2 separate regions of the Urocitellus parryii genome follow, and region 2 is linked to region 1. The links are chromatin contacts, called in public Hi-C maps. All regions are on one chromosome and are shown on one strand. The core of a region is the stretch at or near the end of the contact, and the rest is flanking DNA. Distances in the headings are between cores, read along the strand shown.

Region 1 (3,898 bases), core at 1,092-3,591:
GGTTCAGCAGTCTGAACTTCTGTCAGTTCCTAGAGGTTGGGTTTCCTTTGCTGTTCTCTCATTGGCTAATGTACCTATTATTTTGATTCCATGTAGCTCAAAGGACAAAGACAATTGGGTCTGAGGCTACATGTGGGCCCATCTGGGAGAGCAAATAGTGAAGGGCCAGATGATCAGAGCTCCGCCAAGGATTCCCCTACCCCAGAATCCTCCCATCTTCAGGCCTCTGCTAATGGGATGGGCCTGAAATTTCCAGCTTACTCAACTTAGCAAAGGAAGCAAGACACATTTCAAGGTTTTCATGGGTCATTTACCTGACAGAGTAGTAGAGTCCAAACTTCCAAAAGTAAGCAAGATGTTGTTTTTGAATACAAACCAGGCCACAGAAAACCTTTGCCCCAGCTCCACAGACCTGCATGTCTTGGCTCTGGTCTGGATAACACACCCTTTCCCACTCCTAAAGCAGGGTAAAGGTTGGGTCCGAAGAGCAGGATCCCAAGCACTGTGGTTGCCTCCACCAACATCTTTTGACATCTGATGTCCATCCTGATCTCCACTACAATGAGGTGAATTTTCAGGGGCCAGATCCCACTCAAGAATCACATGGCCACGCCAGAGGTAGAAGTAAAATAACTTACCTCAGAAACTGGGCAATCCGGGCCATGATGGCCCCAGCTCCAGGCTGAAGCACATTTCCTATGGGAGAGAAAAAAGAAAAACTTTATTCAATGCTAGATGGTGTCCTGGGAATTAAGGGGCTGCTGTGAACCTGAAAGAAGACATTCCAGATCTTTCTTCAGGAATATCAACCATTAACTGGCTCACTTGAGGCTCTGGAATTTCAACATATGGAGTAAGGGGAGCCAGACAAACAACAGTTTGTCCAGTTCATATATGAGCCCCAATGTTGGAGGGTCCCAAGCTCACATGCTCATGCACCTTCCTCTTCCAAAATCAGCAAAGGCTGGGCAGTTATCCTTCTTTTCCACGTAACATGAAAGACATGAGGGAAAGAGGAACACAGTGCAAAGGTTGAAGGCCAACAGCACTGGCAGTCAGGCAAGTGAAATATTCTGAATATGTACACTTTCCCCAAGTCATCCTGCTCCAAGAACTGCTGTCACTGTAAAGAGGAGTGGCTTAAGTGAAGAACTCATTGGATGAAATGGTGATATATACTATGTTGCTATAGTTCAAGGGAAGAGGTGTAGGGGTGGAAAACAGTGTTGAATCACAGCTCAAGGCCCTATGTTCAATCCTGTTTTGCAAATCTTCCACCAACCCCCATACCCAGTGTCTCCATCTGCAAATAAGGTACTGAACTTGATGAGTGTTGGCATTCTCTCATCTCTGCTCTAGAATAGATACGATCCAGGGCACAGAGAACCTTGGCTTCAGGTCTCCGGAGTGCTCTGGAACCCTTAGGTGCTAGAATTTCTGCACTTGGGACACCTATTTTCCTTATACTTATTCGTCAAAATACATAAAGAGCAGCAAAATGTCTGAGATTGGGGGGTGCATTGGCTCACAGGAGGAGATCACATTGAAGTCAGTGGACTTCACAGTTCCCTTCAGTGACAACTTGGGAACTGGAAGCGGGGACTGGAGGCGGGACTGGAGGTGTGGAAGCAGGAATTTTCCTTATACTTATTCGTCAAAATACATAAAGAGCAGCAAAATGTCTGAGATTGGGGGGTGCATTGGCTCACAGGAGGAGATCACATTGAAGTCAGTGGACTTCACAGTTCACAGAACTGGAAGCGGGGACTGGAGGTGTGGAAGCAGGATTTTGGAGGGAGCAGAAGACCGGGAAGCACCCTGTGCCGGGCCTGGGTGGTGCACTCACCCACGGAGATGTCCCCCAACTGCTCAGGTCTGAGCTTTACGTCCTGGAGAACTGCAGTCAAGACGGCGGACAGAAGCTCATCTGGGGTGGTGTCCTGCAGCGGGAGGCACAGCTGCGGTGAACCTGGTTTGTGGCCAGAGAAAGCACTGCAGCACGCGTGTCCGCAGCCCGGAGGCTACTGAGTTTATGAACAGACCCTAGCCCCCACCGTCTCACCCCAGGCACCATTCCCCAGGGACCTCACCTTAAAGCCGCCGCGGCCCGCTTTGCCAATGGCAGTGCGCCGTCCGTGCACCACAACCACGTCCGCAGCCGAGGCTTGCGGGAAGCTACTGAAGCACGGTGCAGCCTGCAGCGCCGGATGCGACTTAGGTCGGCCATTGAGGTGGCCCAGAACAACCCGCAGCCTCAACATTACGCCGCTGAGACAGTGCGACTAGTCTTGGGCCTCGCCCACAGAGAGTAGGAAATAAAAACTGCCTCCCGCGCAGGCGCGGACCCGCTCCTCAGCCTTTAAAAGCCTGTATAGGGCCGACAGCCTGCCTGACGGATTTGATAGGTCCTCCCAAGGTTCTGCCCAACCTGCTTCAGCCAACCAGAAAGAGGGTTTTCTGAGGACAAGCTCGCCTCCCACTGGCCCTCCAAAGCCGCGCCCACTGGCACCACGGGGAACGTCTTTCTCTCAAAGTCCCGCCTACTACCTCAGGGCCAATCAGGATGCGGACAATTGTGAAGCTCCGCCCATAAATGCTCTGGAAATATTTCCACCTTTGGCAGATATTTTGCAACCCAAACGGAGGCCTGTCCCCAGCACCCTGCACATTTCTTGAAATCAACTGGGCTTCAACAGGAGCCCCTTCCCCCAAATCCCTGCCGACTGCCGGCTGTCAGTCAGAAGGTGGGACCACCTGGAGCCCTGTCTGGCTTCTTGCTTTGGTTAGAGCTGGTAGTGAATTTCTGTTCCCCCATCCTAGTTAGTCTGCTTTGCTATGCTCTGGATCCCAGGACCCAAGCTTGAAGACCTGAATACTTCTGAAAACTAGACCTATTCCAAAGGACTCTGGCTTTTCCGGAAAGTCTTTCCAGAAAAGAAGGCAGTTTGGGATTCCTGGCCAACACAGAAAAAGGGTTTTATGAAGGTGGTGACATATGACAAGCTCTCTGGTCAGAGGACATCCCACACTCATGTCAGTTTTACATCTGTTTGGGATGATTCAATTGGTGCCTATCCTCTCCTTTGGAAGGGTCCACACCAAGGATCTTATGTCCCTGGAACCTTAGTGTGCTTGACACTAATTAGGTGATCAATAAATTCCTGATGAACTAGTGAGCAAACCAGGGCTCCTCCAGTCTGGACTATGTCTTAAACTCTAAAGAGCAAGATCAGGTGCTCCCCTACTGCCAATGAGAGATCCATGTGTTTACCTGAGACCCGGGAGAGTTGTACTACTTTTGCTCTAAGATACCAAAGGACCAGGGCACCCTGTGAATCCCTACTCTGGGGGTGAAAGGAGCTGGTTCATTGAGTGGGTTCCAAAGGGTTTGGCAGGGTCTTCCAGACAGCTGGGCCCCTCCTTGTGGGCTCAGGCCTCAACAGGGCAGAACCAGGAGTACCATCCTCAACTCCAGCTGCTCAGGAGCCTGCTGCCCATCACCAGGTTGGGTGGTCCCAGGTACTGGGTCCTGGCCCTGCCAGTAGGCAGGGGCTGCTATTCTAGGATCTGAGGACCTGGTTCCAGCCACACATCTTCTGATATGTGGAGATCACCTGTGTCCTGACATCTTCTTTAGGATTATCTGTTGTTAAAAAGCTATTGATCTATTTAAGGAAAGTACATTGTTTTTTCCCTGTTCGTTCTAGAAAAATTGAAAAGTATATTTTTAAAAAACATCTATAATCCTAATCCAGAAACAAACTAGTGACATTTCAGCATGCTCAGACATTATCAGTGACTGCAGCTTTCCCTGCAGTGGTCCATGTGTTACCTCAGACTGGCTCCTGGGCCACCTAGCTTCTGGGGAGCTCCCCAGCCTTGCCCCTATGCCCTCAGG
Region 2 (3,995 bases), core at 559-3,058, 210 kb after region 1:
CATCTCCTGCACAAACTGGATATCGCTGGGGCAGTAACAGATGAAGGCATCAAAACGCTCAGGTACTTTCCCTGGGAGCAGAGCACAAGGTGATGGTCAGAGCAACAAAGAAGCTGTGAAGGAAACCAGCCAAGAGTTCATTGCCTAGGCAACCTAGTCCTGGACTCTACACCCATCCCAAGATGACATGACTCAGAGAAAGTGCCCTTCTCAGGAGAGGACAGGTGAGGCCCTGGAGGCCAAGCCCTGGGTTAACCATCATTTCGTGAGAGTCTCTGAGCAACATAGTGGTAGGACTAGTAGTAGCCCCATTTTTTTTTTTTCAGTGGGAAAACCAAGTCTCAGAAACCAAGGCTTGCTCAAGGACTCACAGCCCATCTGCTTCCAATATCCATGCTCTGCATATTACACTGTCCTGTGGCTGTCGCCCACCTGTCTGCCTGTGCCACAGGAACAGTATTGGGCCCTTACCCATTGGGTCATCAAGTGTAGTGATGCCTGACAGCTCCTCTGTCCGTGGTACACTGCTGTCTACTCTGGCCACCTGTAAGGGCTTCTCAGATTCCTGCTCTTGCTGCTTCAAAATGTACTTCTTGCAATCCTCCTCTGTAGGAGAGAGACAGGGTATGTCAGGTTTTTCAGCCCTCCACCCACAGACAGGATCTAGCCTGTCTCACCTCTTTTGGCCCTTTTGGAGTCTAGGCCTTCAGCTGCTGGTGCCATGGGCAGCTCCACAGCTCTGACAAGCTGAGCATGCACACATGCACTCACCCCCCCACCACACACCACCAGAGCTTTGACTCTCCCAAAAGGATATTGTGGAGTTCTGGCCTTGTGGGAAGCCAGCAGCATCTCCTGTCCCTTGTCCTTGACCCCCTTCTAGGGCTCCTGAGAATGGAATGAAGGTCTTTTTTTCAGGATCAGGGGCAGATGTGAGAAAGGGGGATGAGAGCATGTGAGGAGGGCTGAGAACCCAGGGTTATGGTGCAGTGATGGCAGTGACCCCAACCCAGCAATGTGTGCCTGTCTGGGCAGCTGGACCTCCTGTGCAATACATTAGAGAGTGCCAGTGAGTGGCAGAGGGGTTCTTTTCCCAGGCACCTGAAGTTTCTAGACCATCAGCTTCCAGTCCCTCAGTTGTCCTGTTGCCCTACCTGACGCAGCTCAGAGGCTCCAGTGCAGCCTCAGACTAACATCTGGCCCAACCTGAGAGCCTCTGCTAAGTTTTGCCCTCATCTTCTCTGCCTCCCAGGGCCTTTGCCGCATTTGCTCTATCCTTATCTTGTCAGAGATACTGACAAGGGACCTGATCGTCTCCCTCTGTGAACTTTTCCAGCGCCCGGAGCCATCCCACAGGCTGCTGAGGCCTGAGAAAGTCAGCCTCCCACACCCTGGATCCAAGGCCTCACCGATGCTGGGCCGCAGCTCCACCAGCACGTCTTCACGGCCCAGCGTGGAGAGCAGCTCCAACAGCCGCCCTACGGAAGCGCCAGGGCGGCCCTGCCAGGCGTCCAGCAGGCTGCCGGTTGGGTCTGTGCGCGCCTCAAACTGCCGAATCTCCAAATACTCGAAACCCATCTCCTCAGCCAGCACGGTCCAGTCCGCGGCCACCTGTGTCCGCGCGTTCAAGAAAAGCGACAGGCGGCGCCGCACTCGCACGTTGAGCGCAGCCAGGGGCAGGGAGGATGTAGAAATGGCCGGGGGTGCAGACTCATCACTGGGGACTCCTGAAGACATGACAGGGTCGTCCTGGAGGATCCTTGGCTCTGTAAGGTCGCGTAGCAAGTCCCACTTCCTCCTTCTACGGCTCCCTCCCCTCGTCGCCCCAGCTGCTTTCGCTTTTTGAGAAGCGCCGCCCTGCGGTAGAATCTGAAGGCCCACGCAGGGGTGCCAAATTGGAGCGCCCCACCCCTCACTTGGAGACTTAAGGGCGGTGAATATAGGAATCCAGTACCTGCCCTTTGAGTCTCTTTCTTTCTTTTTCTTCTCTTCTCTTCTCTTCTCTTCTCTTCTCTTCTCTTCTCTTCTTTCTCTCTCTCTCTCTCTCTCTCTCTCTCTCTCTCTCTCTCTCTCTCTCTCTCTCTCTCTCTAATACTGGGGTTCCAACCCAGGGCCTCTTCTATACTGGGAAAGCGCTCTACCACTGAACTATATCCCCCAAAGCCGTCCCCTTTTAATTTTGAGTCAGGGTCTCGCTAATTTGAGTGTGCTGGCCTGGAATTTATGATCATCCTAGCTCAAACTCTGGAGTATCAGGGATTACAGGCATATGCCTCCGTACCCAGCAGAACCTGCTCTTTGAGATCTGGGTAGGTCGTCTGACTTGTCCTCAAGGGGTCAGATGGTGGTGGTGAGTGAAAGACCAGAGAGAATGGCCCTATTTCGGGAATTGTAGGAAACCGGCCTAGCTCTATGGGATCTGATGGTGTTACATCCATTTCACTGGGGATCTAAGAGGTTCAGATGGTGCTGCCCTTGAGGTAGTGGAAGAGAACAGGGGGAGTCACCAGGTCTGTTCTCTGCGGAATACACAATCCGAAGGAGAATGGGAAGAGACCAGTTTTGCATCTCGAAGTGGCAGTGGAAAAGGACATACTGCTTTAAGTTTGAGGCAGGCTATGGTTCTTCGCTCAAAAGGCGGAGGGTTGTGATTTACTAGGCGCCTGGTCCTTTGGTATCTGGGTAAAACACAGCACTACTCACACAGGTCTCTAGTAAATGCATGGTCCTGCTATTGTCCGTCAAGGAGTATTTGGTTTTACTCTTTAGTTAGTATTAGGGACACAGTACAGATCTAGGGAGCCTTGATTGGTTTCATTAATTCAACAAGTATTTATTTATCACTTACTATGTGTCAAATACATTGCAGGCCCTCTAACATAGGGTTCTCTCTACCTTGGTGTGGATCCGTTCTAGAGAGGAGGATGGATACTAATGAGATACTCCAAGCCATGTAAAATTGGTATCAGAATTGTTCTCTCTCTAGCTATAGAGCTTGTCACACTTTCATACATTTGAAAATCCGTTCTCAGCACCGGCCAAGAATCTCAAATTGCCTAGTTCTGGAAAGACTTCCCGGGAGAGTCTGACCCCTTCGGAGTAGGATTGGGAGCATCAGAAGTATTTAGGTCCTTGGGATTGGATGCTGGGGAACCGAGCAGACTAGAACCTGGGAACTGGAATTAGAGCCCCGACCTCCTCCAACCAAAGCAAGAGGCGGGCTCCAGGTGGTTCAGCCTTCTGTCTGGCGGCGGGCAGCGAGCGGGCCGGGCCGTTGGAGGAAGGGGCTCCTGTTAGAGGGCCCGATTATTTCAAGAAGTTATTTCAAGAGTCCCGCCTCGGATTTGGATACTAAAGTCTACCAAAGGGGGTAAATTTCCAGGCTGCATTTCTGGGCGTGGCTTCAGAAAGAACCGTACCCTGATTGGCCAATAGGCGGGACTTTGAATGGTTGTGCCTCTGGGTCCGGCTTGGGAGGGCCGGGAGAGAGGGGCGGTTCCGCGCTTGCGCGAGTGACTTTGTTTCCGAGGGTCGGTCGTGAGTCCCAAAGCTGGTCAGCTTATCCGAGCGCGTGATGTGGAGGCTACAGGTTGTTCTGGGTCATCTCACTGGCCGGCCCGAGTCCGGCCCGGCGCTGCAGGCTGCGCCGAGCTACAGTAGCTTCCCGCAAGCCTCGGCCGCGGACGTGGTGGTGGTGCACGGGCGGCGCACTGCGATCGGCAAAGCGGGGCGCGGGGGCTTCAAGGTGAGGTCCCCCGGCGCTGGCGCCTGGAGTAACACGGTGGGGGGCGGGGAGCTGTCATCTGCTAGGTGGACCCAAGGATGCCGCAGGCAATGAGAACTCGAACTGCAGTCGCTGTGTCTCCCTGCGGTGGGTATATCGGGCCAGTCACCACAGCTGCGCGTCCCGTTGCAGGACACCACCCCCGACGAGCTTCTGTCAGCTGTCTTGACCGCAGTTCTACAGGATGTAAAGCTGAGGCCTGAGCAGCTGG

The links. A called contact is a pair of places that touch in the nucleus more often than the background predicts.
Region 2: a contact with region 1 is called in a Hi-C map of liver, with 3 times the contacts expected there. The contact joins the promoter of Myd88 here to the promoter of LOC113195066 in region 1. A contact is called at or near these places in 2 of 2 Hi-C or Micro-C datasets (liver and muscle).

The regions. Positions count from the first base shown.
Region 1 is chr3:194,337,214-194,341,111 of mUroPar1.hap1, forward strand. It overlaps LOC113195066 (3-ketoacyl-CoA thiolase B, peroxisomal), which reads right to left and starts at 2,342. Exons shown (of 12, transcript XM_026406447.2): 1 at 2,091-2,342; 2 at 1,847-1,940; 3 at 639-696. The coding sequence starts at 2,261.
Region 2 is chr3:194,547,841-194,551,835 of mUroPar1.hap1, forward strand. It overlaps Myd88 (MYD88 innate immune signal transduction adaptor), which reads right to left and starts at 1,809. Exons shown (of 5, transcript XM_026405932.2): 1 at 1,410-1,809; 2 at 472-606; 3 at 1-71. The coding sequence starts at 1,737. LOC113194703 (3-ketoacyl-CoA thiolase B, peroxisomal) reads left to right here and starts at 3,527. Exons shown (of 10, transcript XM_026405910.2): 1 at 3,527-3,745; 2 at 3,917-3,995. The coding sequence starts at 3,575.